2 separate regions of the Mus musculus genome follow, and region 2 is linked to region 1. Evidence: chromatin contacts called from public HiChIP or PLAC-seq data. All regions are on one chromosome and are shown on one strand. Each heading gives the region's core, a stretch centred on a gene start, on an enhancer-like site or on the middle of the called end of the contact. The rest is flanking DNA. Distances are from core to core; before and after follow the strand shown.

Region 1 (3,766 bases), core at 617-3,116:
AGCAAGCAATGAAAGTTTGTCACACTAGGCTCCTGCAGGGGTCCAAGACCAAGGGCATATCCACCCCCTCCTTTCCTGGCAGCTCCCTAAAGACCCAAGAGGGCGGGGAATAGACTAGGGTGGAAGCTTGATACCTCCCTGGTGACTCCAGAGTGTGAGTCATGACGATAGAAGCACTTTGAAAAAGAAACAGGGTCATCAGGATGCCTACAAGTGTGGCAGCTACTGGGGACTGGGGCCTGGGAACTGCCTGCCAGGTAAGATCTCTTTGTGAGACAGCCTGGTCCCATCTAAAGGGCTAAGAAACCCCGGAAAGTATCTCCCTAGCCTATGAGCCCATCTCAACTTGCCTCTTACATCCACTGGTATCCTTGGGTTTCCCAAGTGGCTCCCAGTTCTCTGCTCAGCCAGGATGCTTGCCTCCTGCCTCCACCATAGGTGTCTTCCTATGTCCCTAGGCTCCAGAAGACAGTGGGCTGAATTCCTGTCACTGTTTGGACATGCACCTCCCCTGTCCCAGCCTCAACCTCTCAGCAGTCAGCTATAACATCCCTGGTCCTGGACCCCAAAAGCCTTGGTGTCCAGAAGCCTCTTGCTTAAACGGTTAAGCCCATCAGGAAGTGGGTACTAGGAATGTAATCTTAAAAAGAGGCAGACCTGGAGTAGGGAGAGGTGACATGGTGAGGTACCTGAAATCAAGCCAAGGTGCCATCCTAGCAGGACCTTCCTTCCTCAGATAGCGTGGCCTTTTAACCCATAGATTCCAGCTAGGGCCACTGTCTACTGTTACTGTAAAGTCAAGCACCGTGTCCCTCCCTGGACCCCGAAAGAAGCTGACCACCCCATATCCTACTCAGAGAGGTGCTAGGATTGTTTTGGCCTCGCGTGGGGGGAAGCTCTGCACCGTCAGGCAGCCCTAGTCTCCTAAGGGCCCAGCCTATCACCAGCATAGTAGAAGCCGATACAAGACCGAGGCTATAAGCAAGAGGCCGGGACAGTGCTTTGCCTCAGGGTGTAAGCCTGGTTTGTAAAGTTAGAGGAGGCACGGGAACCTCAGGGTCTCTGGCAACCTCGGCCGCTCGGGTCTAGCAGGCTGTTGCATGATCAACCCGGAGCAGACACCCGAGCGGGTACCGCAGCAGCAGAACAGGAGCCCCGGGCAGACGTTTATCCCAAGTTTGCTGCCCTCACCAGAGGAGGAGGTCAGGAGCGATCGCGGAGCTCTCCGGAGGGCTACTAGCCCCAGCCAACCTCTCCCAGCGCCCAGCACTCTGCGGTCCCTAGCCACCGCCTCCGCGCACCGCCCAGAGACACCGGCCCTGAGCTAGGGGCGTCTCCCGCCGCGCCCGCGCCCCCGCCCCTCCCGGCTGTTGCGGTGCAGTCCGTTCCCGCCTGCCCCGGGGCCCGGGAGACCCGGCCGATACCTGGTGGCGGGCGCGCCGGGAGCCGCTGCAGCGCCCAGCGCTGGCTCCATCCTTAGTCTAGAGTCAGGCTCTCCGGGGGCCCGCGGGTGGTGGTGGCGGTGGAGGTGGCGGCGGCATCCTCCTCCTCCCGCGCCCTGCTCCTCGGCCTCCCTCCTCCCAAGCCTCTTCCTCCGCCTCCGCGCGTCCCTCACGGGCCCCTCTCCATGGCTCGGGGGCGCTAGCTCCGGGTGGCTCGCTCTGCACAGTGCCTTTTCCTGATGAGAGAGAGAGAGAGAGAGAGAGAGAGAGAGAGAGAGAGAGAGAGAGAGAGAGAGAGATCAGGGCCAGGCACCGGGACACCGAGCACTGCAGCCCCAGTCTCCGGAGGACAGCAGCAGCCTCGGAGGCCAGAGCCTCACGGAGTACCCTCCTTGCGTCTCGGAGTCAAAAGCAGCGGTGGTTGCTTCAGCGCCGAGCTAGCGGGTGGCAGGCGCTGCGGTCCCGGCTCCACCCCCAGCGCCGCCCGCCCCCTCTCCGCCCGACCCCGTCAGCGCGCGCCCTCCCGCCCCCCCCCCCCCCGCGCAGCCCAGGCCGGGAGCGCCGGGACACCCCCACTAGCAGGGCTCCGGAGCCAACCCACCGGCGGGCCGAGGCAGCCACACCCCCCACCCTCCACCCCGCACCCCCCACCCCCCACCCCCGAGTTGAGGAGGCCAAGCGGCAGCAGCACGGGTACCTCTTGGCCTGCCCTCTCCCCCTACACCCGCCCTAGCGAAGGCATGGCTCTATCTATGCAGCCAAAGCCTCTGGATACCCAAGTCTGGCTACAGCCCCAACCTGACCCTGGCTCCTTTCCCCAGCCAGGGCAATCAGAGACTCCCAAACCCAGAACTGAAGTCGATATTCCACTACATGCCCCTGCTTCTCTTCCATCACCCACAACTAAAGAAATGTTTCATTTGCCCCAGATCCTGTCATCCCCTTTCAGCAGGGGCTGGGTGGAGCTGGCCAGTTAGTCGGACACTAGAGTTCCTTTGCTAGAGGAAGCTTTCCATCCTGCCCAGCCCCTTCCTCCTAGGCTGCATCTGTCTTCCCAGGTAGTTACCAGTCCACAAGCTGCACTTGTGGGACCAGGACAGCGGCAAAGCCCTGGCACTACAGTGGTCCTTCGTTCTCTGCATAAATATCGACTGAGCATCTCCTGCATGTCAGAAGCACCGAACACTATAGCTAGTGACAAGAGAAACATACCCCTGAGCCCTCAGTGTGGCCTGGAGGAAAAATGAAGCCAGCAGAGGAATGCCTGTGGCCCTGAACTGAAGAGGAGGGAAAACCCACTTCTACCATTGGCCACCAAGGTGTCCATGCGCACAAACCCAGACCCCATCCTGACCTGTTTCCCATCTGAAGATGTGTAGGTACTTTGCAGGGCTCTGGACCAAAGGCAGTAGTAGACTTTGTCCAGAGTGGTAGCGATCGTCCAAAGGAGTGGGCTTCCATCTCCACCGTCTCTTACGTCTCCTAGAACACGATCTGTCCATCCGTCTGTCACTCCTGATACGGTGCAGAGAACAACGGGTTTTTTTTTTGTTTTGTTTTGTTTTTTAATGAGGTTATATTCACCTGGAAGTTCTCAGTGCAGAGGAGCCTTTGTGAGTCTGCTGTGTGACCATGTGATGCAGTCCTCCCCCACCCGTGCCTCAGTTTCCTCACGAGGAAAAATGGAGGTGCTTTTTCTTATCTCCTAGGGCAACAGCTCCCATGTTAGCTTGGGTGGATGCTTACTTGTTCGCTAAGAAGGGAATAACATAATGTCTAGGAGTCTCCCGGAGACCCCAAGGGGCATATCTTCAGAAAAGGCTTCACATGGAACCAGATGACGTGAAGACCTCTGCTCCAAGGGTCCCAGTAGGCCACATGGTCATTTGTCTTGGTTACAGTTGCCAACCCCTAACTATAAACTCCTGTCCCCCACCACCTCCTCAGAGAAGACAACTAACATCGCCTTTCCTGACATCCCTGATGCAGCAGCTCCAGCTGCAGCTGTACCCGGCATCCCCCACCCCCACCTCCACCCTCTGCAGCCAGGGCTATAGGGCACCAGACCTCAGCCCCAGCATCACAGGGCTTTAGTCACTTGCCCACCTCCATGGTAAGTGGCTGTGTTTTGACATGACCAAGAAGAGAAAGCTGGCCTTGCAAGAACACTCCAGGTTTCAGGCCCCTCCCACTTGTCCATGGACAGCCTGCACCCCCCCCCCACCAACCCCCCCCCCCCGTCACCCTGGATGAACCAGAACCATCTCTTTCACCTAGGTTAATCCCTGCCTGAATCTCAGCTACCCCAGAATAGTCCAGGCTTA
Region 2 (3,969 bases), core at 1,381-3,880, 170 kb before region 1:
TAGACAAGTTATCCCAATTATTCTATCCTTTTATGATACTCATAGCTACCTATGGCTACTTAAAGCCACATGGATAAGGTTAATCCTCTTCTCTACCCATCTTCATCTTCTTTCGCCCTCCTCCTCCTTCTCCTCCCTTCTTGTCCCTGTCTCTGAAACTCTTAGCTCTGCCTTCCTTTTCCCTGTCCAATCACAGGCTTCTTTTTGTATTAATATTCAAATTAATTGGGGGTGGGTGGGATTCTGCTACATTTCACCCTTTCTGTCCAAATTTTTTTTAAAAAGGCAACCTTAAAATAACTACCTCCAGCCCCCAAAACTATCTCCAGCCCCAAAGCCCAGGGAACTTGGACAATGACTCTTCATAACTTCTTCAAGCTGAATACGGGCATTGAGATATCTTTGAAGGAGGGGGAAGGGTAGGGAAAATAGTCACTGACTCCAAGTAGAGAGAGCAGTGATACTTGCCTGCTATGAACAGGTATTAATTAATAGGTTGGATACATCTATTAATTATATATATGCATGTATCAGCTGCCCAGTGTGGCTATAGAGAAGGGTGAATTATTATCTGCTTGTTTGTGGTTCATGCAGGTACAGCGTGTGTTAAATGCTCACATGACAGCTTTCTAGCATTTATAGCATCCATTGCTCATTGACCACTTAGCACTTGCACCCAATCACTTGCCAAACTCCTGGAAAATCCCAAAGGACCCAGGAATAGCTTGACCATCAGCACCGCTACATTATCCATAATCTGCCAGTAGCCATTCATCTGCCAGAGCCAGGGTCATGGATCTGAGACTGGGAAGAACCAGACATCTCCTGTCTGTTCCGTGCCGTCTATGATTTAAAATGACAATGCTATGGACAGCATTAAAGGAATTCGAGGGAGTTCTAAGATCAGGTGACTGATCCAGGCTCTCAGAGCCAGTGAGAAGAGGGGAGGATATGAACTCAAGCCCACTCTGCATCCAGAAGACTCAGCTGCAGGGAGTGTTTCTCTAGGCCCAGGGGGCTGAGTCAGGCTTCCTGCCTGCCAGTTTCATTTTATATGTGTAAGGACCGATGACTCTGGTGGAGGCACACCTTTCCTGCAGGGTTCTCATGCATCTAGGATGCAGTGGAACCATGACAGCCTTGGGACATTAGACTCAGGGCAGCCGCTGTGTGCTATTGTATGCCATAGCACAGGGGCAGAAGCCAGTCACCTCTAGGGATTAAAAAAGGGAGGTGCTGAAAGAGTGAAGGGCTCCTGGGTTCTGGGAAAGCCCAGCAAGTGTTCATACACTCACAGTCATTCACCAAGCACATGCAGGCCCCACGCAGTGTGCTGAGCACTGAGCACTGAGCACTGAGCACTGAGCACTGACATAAATGAGTGAATAAAGCCCTCTCCCCCTGTGCTAGAACTTCCACTTTTCTAGACACACAGATGTGTAGTAGGTCAGTCAGTTGTCAGCGTGCTCAACTAGGACATGACAGGGAGCAGGGGGAGGTGAAAGGCTGCTCAGTTTTCTTCTGAATGTGGGCTGAAGCAACCTAGGGAAGACCATAACAGGTTGAGCATTAGAGACCAAGCTGGTGTTCACCAAACAGGCAAGAGGGAACAACCAAAGGAGATGGGGACCAGAACTAAGACTCAGCACCGGCCTTCCTGGACCAGGAGGTTCTAAGCAGGCTCTTGCGCTGTTATATCTCATTTCATCTCAAAAGACAGCTGCCTGGGCAGGCCACGTGCTTCTTTTTCCACAATGGATATAAAGGGCCTAAAAGAATTTTCAAGCTCACACAACTGGAGATGCTGAAGATAGGTGCCATTCAGGGCTGCCTCACTACAGACTTTCTGTTCCTCTTCACATGGGACACTGTCAGGAAGGATCCTATCTCTCAGCAAAGACCCCGAGGAAGAAAAGGGTCTTTGTGTTCAGAGAAGAAAGCTGAAATATGGAGGGTCTGCTACTCCAAAGATGGCAGACGTTGGGGCTGGAGAATAGTGTGCTATTGAAATAATGTCCTTAGAAAGTTCTGCGCTCCTGAGGTGGGCTGTTTATCATCAGGATCCACCGATCTATCTCTTTCCCTATGCTCTTGGTGTTAGGATTGACCAGCATTTCCTTCCAGGAGTGGAGTTGATTTCCAGTGTCACGGAAGCCGCCAGAATCCCTGGGCATAGACATGAACCCTGGCTCTCGTCAAAGGGTTAACTGGAAACAGCCATAGGGAAATACCCCCACCCTGGCACCCACATTCACATCAGACACTAACACCAACTCTAGTAAGTCACCAAGCTTTAGGAAGGCTGTCACATAGAAGTCACACACACACACACACACACACACACACACACACACACACACACACATACACACACACTTCAGGGACAATTGCTAGAGGGCAAAAGTTTGACCTCAAAGTTGCTTCCCTGCCCTGTGATTCTGGAATCATCTTCCACGCTGTGGGCATCCAAATGCTAGACCAGCATCCAGTGTTCCAGTGGGCTTCCATCCCAGGAACAGCTGGGGTCTCCTCTGGAAGCCGGAATCAATGGCCTCTCTTCCTTGGCTGACACATTTGCTTCTCTGTCATGCCACCGTCTTTCCTCCTTCCATCCCTGATGGTGGAAGCAGCTGCCAAGATAAATTGGAGCCTCGTTGCCAGAAAACACCAAATGCCTAGTGCTAGTTTCTCTCTGTTGTCTCTGTGACTCATGCTTAAACTGCGATCAAATACAATCTTTCCACCAGTGACCCAGGGCGGCCCGGAAGGGCAGTCTTTCTCTACCTGAGCCCCAGAGACACCACAGCTGCCTGCTATGTGTTATGAAAAAGATCTGTTGTTATGATCTGTGCGGCCCTATTGTGTGCTAGCTGTGTTTTCAGGCTTCCCACAGACAAGCAGGATTGTGGATGGGATCACACTTCAGGAGGAGACTTCTGCATGATGTGTTAGCGGGTAGCCAGGCTGAACTCTGAATTACATGATGGCTCCCATTTAAGAAAAGAATGTTACCACCAGAAATGCAGGCAGAAATTCATCAGCTAGGAGCCAGTAGCCAGAATGGATTAGCCACTGAAAAACATTTCTCCCCTCTTATGCTGCCCTGCTTTGGCAGAGAGTTTGTGAGCAGGCCTCCTGACCCACCAGCCCTCTTAGAATCAGCTTCTCTTATACAAGCCTATCCTTTTCCAGACCTATATGTCATTGTCACAGCCAACAGCAGAAAGAATTCTGGATATGTATCTCACACCTAGTAAGCCCAAGCAGAAAATTCTGGCTCCCCCAGATCTGGGAAGTGCCTCTTAGATCTCTCTTAACCACCATCACCAGGCTCCGGAGCACCAGTTTGTCCCAGATGGAGTCACTCAACAGACAGACCACACTGGGAAGCATCAGGAACGAGGTGGGCACATCAATAAAGCACTCGTTATAATTCCCGATGCAATGGTGGGGAGAGTCAGAACGTGGGACTCTGCTTGATTTGTCTATCTGCTTTCACCAATCACTTCTGATAGCCAGGTTAGATTATTAAGGTGAAGGAGGGACACCATTGGTTAAAGGATCATGAAGACACTGGTCTAGCTCCTCTAGATGCTCCCCCTAGACAGGTTTCTGTGCTCCTAAGAGACATGCTCATTATGCCCCACCCAAAAGGTAGAAGCATCTCCTGGTAAGCAGTGATTCTGACTTGGAAACCTCCTCTTGGTGATTCTGGGTGACAGAGTGGCACCCTGAGACATGTGCATGGCCCTGATGATACTTCCGGCAGGATCAGATCTCAATTAGCTGATTCAAGGACCACTATGGGTCCAGCTATCCTGGTCTGCTGAGGGTAAGAGGTTACCCCAGGAGATGAGACTTCCACACTAAAATTTAGACCATTCCCTGGGAAAACCAAGGTTCATCAACAGTGTAGATGTCCACTCAATACTGGGCTTGGATCCTGAATGACCCCCAAAGGCTTAGTCT

What was found. HiChIP or PLAC-seq counts read pairs in DNA pulled down with a chosen protein or histone mark.
Region 2: an H3K4me3 HiChIP or PLAC-seq map of embryonic forebrain shows a contact between it and region 1, with 4 times the contacts expected there. The contact joins the enhancer-like site here to the promoter of Chst1 in region 1. A contact is called at or near these places in 16 of 39 promoter capture datasets (the 3T3-L1 cell line, 3T3-L1-derived adipocytes, the SN4741 cell line and 11 more), 5 of 484 Hi-C or Micro-C datasets (brown adipocytes, cortical neurons, embryonic fibroblasts and 1 more), 14 of 115 datasets of contacts at active chromatin or transcription factors (SST interneurons, VIP interneurons, astrocytes and 11 more) and 1 of 9 other capture datasets (embryonic stem cells).

The regions. Positions count from the first base shown.
Region 1 is chr2:92,597,807-92,601,572 of GRCm38.p6, reverse strand. It overlaps Chst1 (carbohydrate sulfotransferase 1), which reads right to left and starts at 1,866. Exons shown (of 3, transcript NM_023850.2): 1 at 1,425-1,866.
Region 2 is chr2:92,771,467-92,775,435 of GRCm38.p6, reverse strand. No RefSeq gene overlaps it. Among named protein-coding and RNA genes, the nearest start is that of Gm39880, 6.0 kb to the left of the region's middle. Within about 2 kb of position 2,630, at least 50 of the 459 cell types and tissues checked have an H3K27ac peak or open chromatin away from gene starts, as enhancers often do. A contact at or near this core is called in the SN4741 cell line, VIP interneurons, astrocytes and 5 more, where this site is marked.